Regions from separate parts of the Mus musculus genome. Here regions 1 and 2 are each linked to region 3. A link is a contact called in public ChIA-PET data. All regions are on one chromosome and are shown on one strand. The core of a region is the stretch at or near the end of the contact, and the rest is flanking DNA. Distances in the headings are between cores, read along the strand shown. Region 1 holds the start of Klhdc9 (kelch domain containing 9). Region 2 holds the start of Ncstn (nicastrin). Region 3 holds the start of Cd48 (CD48 antigen).

Region 1 (3,105 bases), core at 400-2,899, 320 kb after region 3:
GCACTGAAAACACTCAAGTCTTTATTCTTAAATAAATGCTAAGGAAACTTAACTATTTATCTCTCTTATTATTTGTGCTCCCGAGTGCTGGGATTAAAGGTGTGTGCCACCACCGCACGGTTGTGTCCAGCTATTTTTGTGTGAGTTCTGGAAATGGAACTCAGGTCCCGGGACTTGCATTACTGAGATGCTGTCCAAGCCTTTGTGTGTGTTTGTTTTTAATTTATTTTATGTGCATTTACCGGTATGAGGGTGTCAGATTCCCTGGAACTAGAATTACAGACAGTTGGGAGCTGCTGTGCTGGGAGTTGAACCTGGGTCCTTTGGAAGAGCAGCCAGTGCTCTTAACCACTGAACCTTCTCTCCAGCCCCCAGGCTCAATTCTTTACTCCATGTGTGCACACCCTCCCCACGTAGTTCTCTCTCAAGATCTAATTGGGACCAGGAGGGAAAAGGCCCAGTGTGAGCCTGCGCCTCAGAATCACGTGATCATTCCCACTGAAACCTTGGACATTATCCGTGGTCTGGTTGGGAGCAAGTTCATGTTTAGAAACCAAAGGCCCAAGTGACAGCCATCCTTCCCACTCAAAGCCCAGCCTGGGGGACAAAGATCCTATTTCGGCTCCACCCCAGCTGGAGCGACAAGTAGAAATCTGCATTTCCTCCTACAGCAGAAACCAGTCAGCCTGCCTTGATCCCAGTCAGCCTGCCTTGATCCGAGCCTCTTCGTTCTGCATTGAGTCCTGCGAGGGCAGAGTTAGGCCTTCAGTAACCCAGCTTGACTAAAAGGAAGAGAGCAGGGAGGGGCAGGAGTCCGTGTCTCTCTCCTCCCCATCTCACCCCCACCCACCTTCTAAGGTTGGGCAGCTTCTGCCCAGGATCTTATCAGGGGAAACTCCCTGCCCTTAATCCTGAGTTCCACGGTGCCTCCATTTAATGTGTTATATTATTCTAATGAGTCAAGATGAAATAATTATTCATCCTAGGACTAAGTAGTGAAAAACTGTCCAAGATATGCCTAACCTATTTTTCCTCTCCCACTTCATCCACCCTAACTCATCTCTTTCTCCCTTGTCCCTTCTTAGCACCTTTCTCTCCTGTCGCTTCTCTCACTGAGACTGGACTCTACTGCCCTCCAGTGGCTAGAGCAGAGAGAACTCTCCCATCCATTCAGCACCTTCAAGAATTTTTATCACAAACAACCCATTTTATAAATAGGATCGCGGAATAAGTCTACTCAAGTCTCTGAATCCCAAGCAACGTAGTCCAAGTTCAACCTTTGATTTCTGACTTGTTTCCTTCCTACCTCATCCCTAGAGAAGATTCCAAGTTGGAAACCGTGCAGCAAAAAATAAAGAAAAAGACACGGCCTCCACGCATCCTACCACCAACACCTTCCTCAAACGTCATAATTACAGGCTAGTTAGCGGCTATTGGGTTCGTCTAACGAACTGCCGGTTTCTAGCCTTTCGGAGCCCAAATCCTTTAGGATATTTACTGGCTTCCCCACATCTCGTTCCCCTGACGACATCACTGTAAGATCGCGGTAGCTTAACCAGGTCTCTTGTTTCCAAGGTAACAGGCGCTTTGCGACCTTCAGTTTGCAGCGGTCGCACTGTAGTCCCTGCAGTGGTTGCTGGGCGACGGCGGTGGAGAGAAGGGGTGGTTTGGGTGAAGACCTGTGCTGTTATTGGAGGGGAAGCTAGTCTATGCTTGGAAGTGCTGGGCCCTTCGTGAAGGAGTGCGACCCGAAGTGACCGAGCTGCTCTCCCCTTCCCTTGGCCCATGGCTGGGGTGCAGACCCTCGGTCGAGCAAGAGGCTCAACCTGGACCTGGAGGCCAGTGGCGCGAGACGTGCTTCTGGCTCGTGCCTTCCATTCATGCACGGAACTGGAAGGACGGTTCTATCTGGTAGGGGGTCTCCTAGAAGGTGGTGCAAGAGTGCCCAGCAACGACACTGTGATCTTTGACCCAGCTGTAGGCCAAGCGGTGCGACTGGTAGCCCGAGGTAGTCCCCTTCGCAGCCACCACGACGCGGCACTGGTGGGAGGTCGTTGGCTCTGCGTGGTGGGTGGCTGGGACGGGTCACGTCGCTTATCCACGGTGGCCGCGCTGGACACGGAGAGAGAGGTGTGGGAAGCATGGGCTGCGAACCCTGGCAACTGCCCTCCTGCTGGCCTCAGCAGCCACACCTGCACTCGCCTCTCAGACGGGGAGCTGCGAGTGTCTGGCAGAGAGGGTGGTACCCACACTCAGCGACGCTACGGAAGCATCTACACGTTAAAGTTGGACCACAGGACCCGAACTTATTGGTACTGCAACTTTGCCCCCAAACGTTCGTTTGTTTTCTCTATATTCTAGAAAAAACAAAACCTAAATAAACTTATTGGTAGTCTATCCATAGCACCTTCTGTCTTGGAATCCAAGATTGCTTAACTCTATCTGCCCCAAGCCTGATTTTCTTTTTCACTAGAGCTCTCTGGCAAAGAACACTTGAATCTTTTCAGAAAACCAAACTCAGGCCCGATTTTCTGTGTACCAACAGCTACAAAGAAGAAGGCTGCCACACAACCTCACGATCAGGCCACTGTGCTGCCCTGCTGCCAACTGCTGGGCCGCACCCGGGTCATCAGCTTTTGCTCTTTGGGGGCTGCAACTCAGTTGGACCGGAGGTAGCAGGGCAATGGAGCCCTGGGAAAATCAAGGTATTAGCTACTCACATAAAGTAGAAAAGGACTAAAACTTCAATAAGCAAACCCTTCAGACAACCCCTTCTTGTTTTTCTCGCCCAAGGAGGAACAACCAGTTGCCCCTCATTTGAGGGAACAGCTTGCAAGGCTTGTGAGCAGTGGGCAGGGACTGCAGCAAGGACCCCAGAGCCTGCGCCATCATTCCTGTTCAGTGGTGGGACCCTTCGCTGTACTATTTGGCGGAGAAACTCTGACCAGAGCTAGAGATACGATCTGCAATGATCTCTACATCTACGATACCCGTGAGCGCCAAGCTATCATTTGAAAGGGAGGAGAAAAAGACACAGCTAAAAATTACAAAACAGGGGTGGTGGGATAGAAAGGAGGAGAAATCAGTTGATGAGTTAAAGGAATG
Region 2 (2,774 bases), core at 96-2,595, 400 kb before region 3:
CAGGCTAGCCTCCAACTCACAGAGATCCACCTGCATCTGGCTCCTGAGTGCTGCAATTAAAGCCACCATGACTGGCACCACACATGATAATTCTTTTCTCTTCTTCTTTTTTTGCCATTTCGAGATAAGGTCTCTCTATGTAACCCTGGTGGTACTAAGAATTCTTACTGGCACCCTTTATAATCAAATTTCCCATGACACTTAGAAACTGCCCAGAATATAGCCTCCATTAAAGAACCTCCAGTTTCTGAATTACTAAGTCTTGCCAGGCACTATTATAAACACAGTTAATGTACTTTCTCATTTTAATTCTCTTTATAAGAAAGTGTTAACTATCCTTATTTTTAAAGATAAGAATATAGAGATTTAGAGATAGTAAGGAGACACCTTAAGGCGGCTTGTTAGTAGACGTTTCAGAATTCCTAAGCAAGTCTGACTGACTCCAATAAACAAATTCTGAACCACTTCACTATAATGCATATCATGAAATAGTCCAGATATATTTTTTATCAGATTTCCATAGACTTAATTTTTCTAATATCGACATTTTCAAAGAGTGTGATCTCAGGCCTTTGTCTTTCAAGACTTATCACCAAAAATTTAGCTGTTTACCTGGTATTCAAATCTAACACAAAGCATCTGTATTTCACCGGACAATCTTACCCAGGCTCGGGACCTGGTGGGGCAGTAGGCCTCCATTCTCTCACTCCAAATAGGCCAAAAATAAATAAATAAATAAATAGTCCAGCGGAAGCACTGGACATGGAAATGGAGCAGACGGGCTACTGGAGTAGCCAGTGACAGAAGCTGAGACTCAAACCCCAGAAACACTCCATACAACCTGGTTATCAGAAAGCATCCAAGTCATAAGGCCTTAAGAACAGAAAGGGCTGGCACACCCCCCCAGAAGAGGTGGCTGGAAGGAGTAGGGAGCCGGCCTAAGGTTAACGAGCCACGACACGATAAGTTCCAGGACATACGAAGCAGCACGGACTGCAGACTACTCCACTAACCCTAAGCCGCTCCCTCGGTTATTCCTCCGGGTTCTTCCAGGAGGCCCGACGCGGTCAGCGAGTCCTGCCTTAGTGACAGCACCACTACCCCCAACACCCAACCTCCGCTGTTCCCGTTTCTTCTCCACTACCTTTGACCCGCGCGCTCTTCGTCTCGAATTTGGTTAGCATCCTTCAGGCCTCGGGCTCCTAGGTCAGGTTAGCGGGTCCCGCCGCTCCCGGTGGCACTCCCAAGGCTTCCACGTCAGCTACTCCCGGGTCGCGGCTCCCGGAAGCTCCTCGGACAAGGACTTCCGGTCTCTGGAGCGCTGGGCCACAGAGACGATGCTAGCGGAAGCCTAGAGAGGCCGCTACGAGTCTGGAAGGGACCTGAGGCTTCCGCCCAGCGGAGAGGCAAGATGGCTACGACTAGGGGCGGCTCTGGGCCTGACCCAGGAAGTCGGGGTCTTCTTCTTCTGTCTTTTTCCGTGGTACTGGCAGGTGAGGTCACCCCACCCCGGAGCTCTGGTCTTTAAGAGGAGCCGTCCGGAACGGCCCATCGCTAGTGCAGGCAATGCCCTTCTGGTTCCGATTGCCCCTCTGTCCCCCGCCCTGGAAATCCTTCTTGTCTTTCGTTCCCATGACATAAGTTCCTCCTTTGCCTGGACCTGCATTTCCTTAGTTCTCTCCAGCCCTTTTCTGGGTTTCCAGCCTGATTCTCTTCAACCTTTCTCGCATGCCTCGTTCTCTGTTTAAAGCCCAGCCACCCCATCAGCCATCAAAAGGGACAGGTGTGAAAAGCTCAGCCCCCTTCCTCCGGTTTAGTATGTTTGAGATCAAAACAGTCTCGTTTCGTGGTCTTTGTGCGACGTTGAAAAAATGAGAGCCCCCGTTTCCTCCTGTTGGTTCTAGCCTAAATTTGTGTTCCTTGTTTTCTTAGCTTACTAAAGTGAGGCTAACGTTAGCTTAGCTGCTTTAAACTGTTAAGAGGGAAGTAATGATTCAAGGAATCTTAGACGTTTAATGTATATGAATATTTTCTTTTTTTCCAATCTAATGTCTATTTAGTGATCTTTAAATTATGAAGTACAATCAGTAACACACCTGTAATTATTTATAGTGTGTTCAACTAAGAGTTAAGCAAAGATATATATATATATCTTTCTAGGTAAGCCCTGAAATGCAGCCATTTCCTTGTATAGCCATGACTCCGTCTTTCTCAACATTCACATTGCTTTTGATTAGCTTCAAGGGAGGAACTGTAGCTGTCCCATACTCTAGGTGTGTGGGCAAATGGTCTGATATTTCATTAACTGACCAGGTGTGTGGCATAACGTTTCTTCTCCTAGGTCTGTTCAGATTCTTAGGTGGTTTTTGTTGTTAGTGCTTTTCTTTGTTTGGTTTTGGCAATCTATATTCTTAGACCAGAGCTCTTTTGATAACTAATTAGTAATGTACAGGCAAGCTAAAAGAAGCAGACTTGTTTAGCCCTGAAACTTGACGCCGGCACATCTGAAGTCAAAGACTTTTGACAATCACCTTTTAGCTTTATAATTAATCGATCATCATGGAGTCTAATAACTTTCTAAAATACACAGCTAGGTCCTCTTTACAATACTTATGTTCCAATAATGTGGCCAAGAAGTGAAAAGAATGATCATTAATCTTGTGTTAGACAGTATGATCGTGAATGCTTTACTGAAACCATGAATCGAGCTGATGATGATAGAGGCTAATACCAAATTATCTTTCACTTTTTCCTAATACTGTTTATCTTCTGAT
Region 3 (2,834 bases), core at 78-2,577:
GCACATTTACACAATGGAGTACTACTCAGCTATTAAAAAGAATGAATTTATGAAATTCCTAGCCAAATGGATGGACCTGGAGGGCATCATCCTGAGTGAGGTAACTCAATCACAAAGGAACTCACACAATATGTACTCACTGATAAGTGGATATTAGCCCAGAAACTTAGGATACCCAAGATATAAGATACAATTTGCTAAACACATGAAACTCAAGAAGAACGAAGAACAAAGTGTGGACACTTTGCCCCTTCTTAGAATTGGGAACAAAACACCCATGGAAGGAGTTACAGAGACAATGTTTGGAGCTGTGACGAAAGGATGGACCATCTAGAGACTGCCATATCCCGGGATCCATCCCATAATCAGCTTCCAAATGCTGACACCATTGCACACACTAGCAAGATTTTGCTGAAAGGACCCAGATAGAGCTGTCTCTTGTGAGTCTATGCCGGGGCCTAGCAAACACAGAAGTGGATACTCACAGTCAGCTATTGGATGGATCATAGGACCCCCAATGGAGGAGCTAGAGAAAGTACCCAAGGAGCTAAAGGCATCTGCAACCCTATAGGTGGAACAACATTATGAACTAACCAGTACCCCTGAGCTCTTGACTCTAGCTGCATATGTATCAAAAGATGGCCTAGTCGGCCATCACTGGAAAGAGAGGCCCATTGGACTTGCAAACTTTATATGCCCCAGTACAGGGGAACACCAGGGCCAAAAAAATGGGAATGGGTGGGTAGGGAAGTGGGGGGGAGGGTATGGGGGACTTTTGGGATAGCATTGGAAATGTATTTGAGGAAAATACGTAATAAAAAATATATTAAAAAAAAACGGAGCTCCTTTTAGCAGAGAGCTTCCTCTTACTAAAAATTCCTTCACAGAGCACCAGGCATGAGGTATATGTAGTACAAGGGTCCTACTTCCCCACCTCCCCAGGTCCCGTTTCTCTTGTCCTCCTGGGAAAAGAGATGGGGCCTCGTTTTCCAGAGCTGAGGAACACGTCCCAGCCTTCCCCCCAGTCCCGCTGCGAGCATGGTAGCACCCAGCCCAGGAGCATGCTCATTTCCAGGGTTGAGCTACATCCCACCTCCCCTTTCCCAGCTGGCCATGCCTTCAGTGCACAGCCGGACACTTGGAGGAAGCTACCTTGAAATCCAGTTCCCAAGGGCAGCAGTAGCAGTTCCAGGACCAGACACCATCCCTGTTTTATGAAGCACATAATACTTAGAGAAGCTTCCCCAGAACACTGGAGACAACTGTAAGAGAAGTCAGGGCGCCTGCCCTTCAATCAGGAAGCAAAACCCAAAACCGGAAGTCGTATGAGGTTTTTCTGTTTTTTCTCTATTTCACGAATTACCATACACAACAGGAAAGCAGACCACTACCATCACACCACATGGAATGAGATTTCAAATTCTCCTACCCACTAGAGATCAACAAGAAAAATAGCTTGGCTTAAAAGAATGGATTTTTCAGCAGTGCACTTTGAGCACTGAGGCCGAATCTGCTGTTGCCTGTGGGGAGTAAGGAGAGGCTGTGACTGGGCAGAGACCACCAGCGTCGCAGAGGGGAGTTGACTATCTCCAGCCACCTCCAGCAACGCCCATCTGTCCGTTCACATGGCCCTCTGCCCTGTTCCGCATGCAGCCTGCTTCTACAGGAGGAGACACCAAGTCAACTCACTACCTGACATTGGGAATCATGTCTTATGCTCCTGATCACACGAGAGGTCTATGAGATAGCTACAGCAGGTATCAATTCTTGTACCTTATTGAAACTCAGAGTCAGGTTTGCCTAAGTCATGTGTCAGTTATGGTGAACTTTCCCATTTATTCTCCACATGCAGAAAGATGTTAAGATTATGAGTCTCACCAGAATCTTCTAGAAATCAGGTCTGGCCAGCCTCCGGCCCTTTTCTTATGCCTTTCTGCACTGTGCCTGCTGTTTTCTCTGCCCAGCATGGCAGACAGCAAAGCTTTGAACTAGAAGAGAAGATACGGCAGGAGCAAATGAGCAAGGTTTTATGGTGGATTTAGGCAGAGACAGTTTTAGATTACACATTAAAAAGGAACTGAGAAGAGGAGGTAGGGCAAAATGAGAGGACCAGCAGGATGCGGAAATAGGCGTGGTCCAGCCCCATAGTATCTCAAAAACCAACTCCCCACCCATCTTAGCAGAGTCTTCCTAGAAGCAGGAGAAAGAGGACAGGGTTGCAAAAATACGCAAAGAGCAGGTGTGGAGAACCAGCTGCAGCACTTCCAAACATACAGCACGGTGCTCAGGCTGTAGACGTGTCTTGGTAGTTAACAACACTTGTTCTTGGAGGTCACCCAGGTTTGATTGATTCCCAGTATCTATATGGAGGCTCAGAACCATGTGTAACTGTAGTTCCAGGGGATCTGCCACCCTCTTCTTACCTCTTCTCACGGAGAGTAGGAATGCACATGACATACATATGTACATGCATACAAAACAGCCATACACATAAAAATAAATAAACCTAAAAAAAAAATACAGTTCTCAACATGGGCGTGGTGGTGGTGCACCCCTTTCATGCCAGCACTTGAGGCAGAGGCAGAAAGGCAAAGGCAGAGATGGTCTCTGATCCAATGTGTCTCACACCCTAGAGTTGATTCTCAAGTTCCCTGAGAAGATCTGTCGTTTTTTGGCTAGCCTAAGAATCTAAGGCAGAATGGAAGAGCATAGCTAATGAAGGTTTGAAATCGTCCCCTTTCTCCTATGTATGGTTTGCAAGAGATCCCAATGGAGGTAGACAATGAAGTAGGAGGCTAATGAACTAATAGGTTACTTGGCATTTGTTGTCATTT

The links. ChIA-PET counts read pairs in DNA pulled down with a chosen protein or histone mark.
Region 1: an RNA polymerase II ChIA-PET map of effector CD8 T cells shows a contact between it and region 3, with 6 read pairs. The contact joins the promoter of Klhdc9 here to the promoter of Cd48 in region 3. A contact is called at or near these places in 4 of 39 promoter capture datasets (hippocampal neurons, liver and pre-B cells), 2 of 484 Hi-C or Micro-C datasets (cerebral cortex and pro-B cells) and 2 of 115 datasets of contacts at active chromatin or transcription factors (effector CD8 T cells and memory CD8 T cells).
Region 2: a contact with region 3 is called in an RNA polymerase II ChIA-PET map of effector CD8 T cells, with 15 read pairs. The contact joins the promoter of Ncstn here to the promoter of Cd48 in region 3. A contact is called at or near these places in 4 of 39 promoter capture datasets (the C10 cell line, the HPC-7 cell line, hippocampal neurons and 1 more), 3 of 484 Hi-C or Micro-C datasets (B cells, cerebellum and cortical neurons) and 2 of 115 datasets of contacts at active chromatin or transcription factors (effector CD8 T cells and memory CD8 T cells).

What each region holds. Positions count from the first base shown.
Region 1 is chr1:171,359,342-171,362,446 of GRCm38.p6, reverse strand. It overlaps Klhdc9 (kelch domain containing 9), which reads left to right and starts at 1,649. Exons shown (of 4, transcript NM_001033039.2): 1 at 1,649-2,312; 2 at 2,546-2,705; 3 at 2,794-2,992. The coding sequence starts at 1,786.
Region 2 is chr1:172,081,320-172,084,093 of GRCm38.p6, reverse strand. Ncstn (nicastrin) reads left to right here and starts at 1,345. Exons shown (of 17, transcript NM_021607.3): 1 at 1,345-1,493. The coding sequence starts at 1,412. It overlaps Copa (coatomer protein complex subunit alpha), which reads right to left and starts at 1,565. Exons shown (of 33, transcript NM_009938.4): 1 at 1,145-1,565. The coding sequence starts at 1,184.
Region 3 is chr1:171,680,485-171,683,318 of GRCm38.p6, reverse strand. It overlaps Cd48 (CD48 antigen), which reads right to left and starts at 1,327. Exons shown (of 4, transcript NM_007649.5): 1 at 1,153-1,327. The coding sequence starts at 1,225.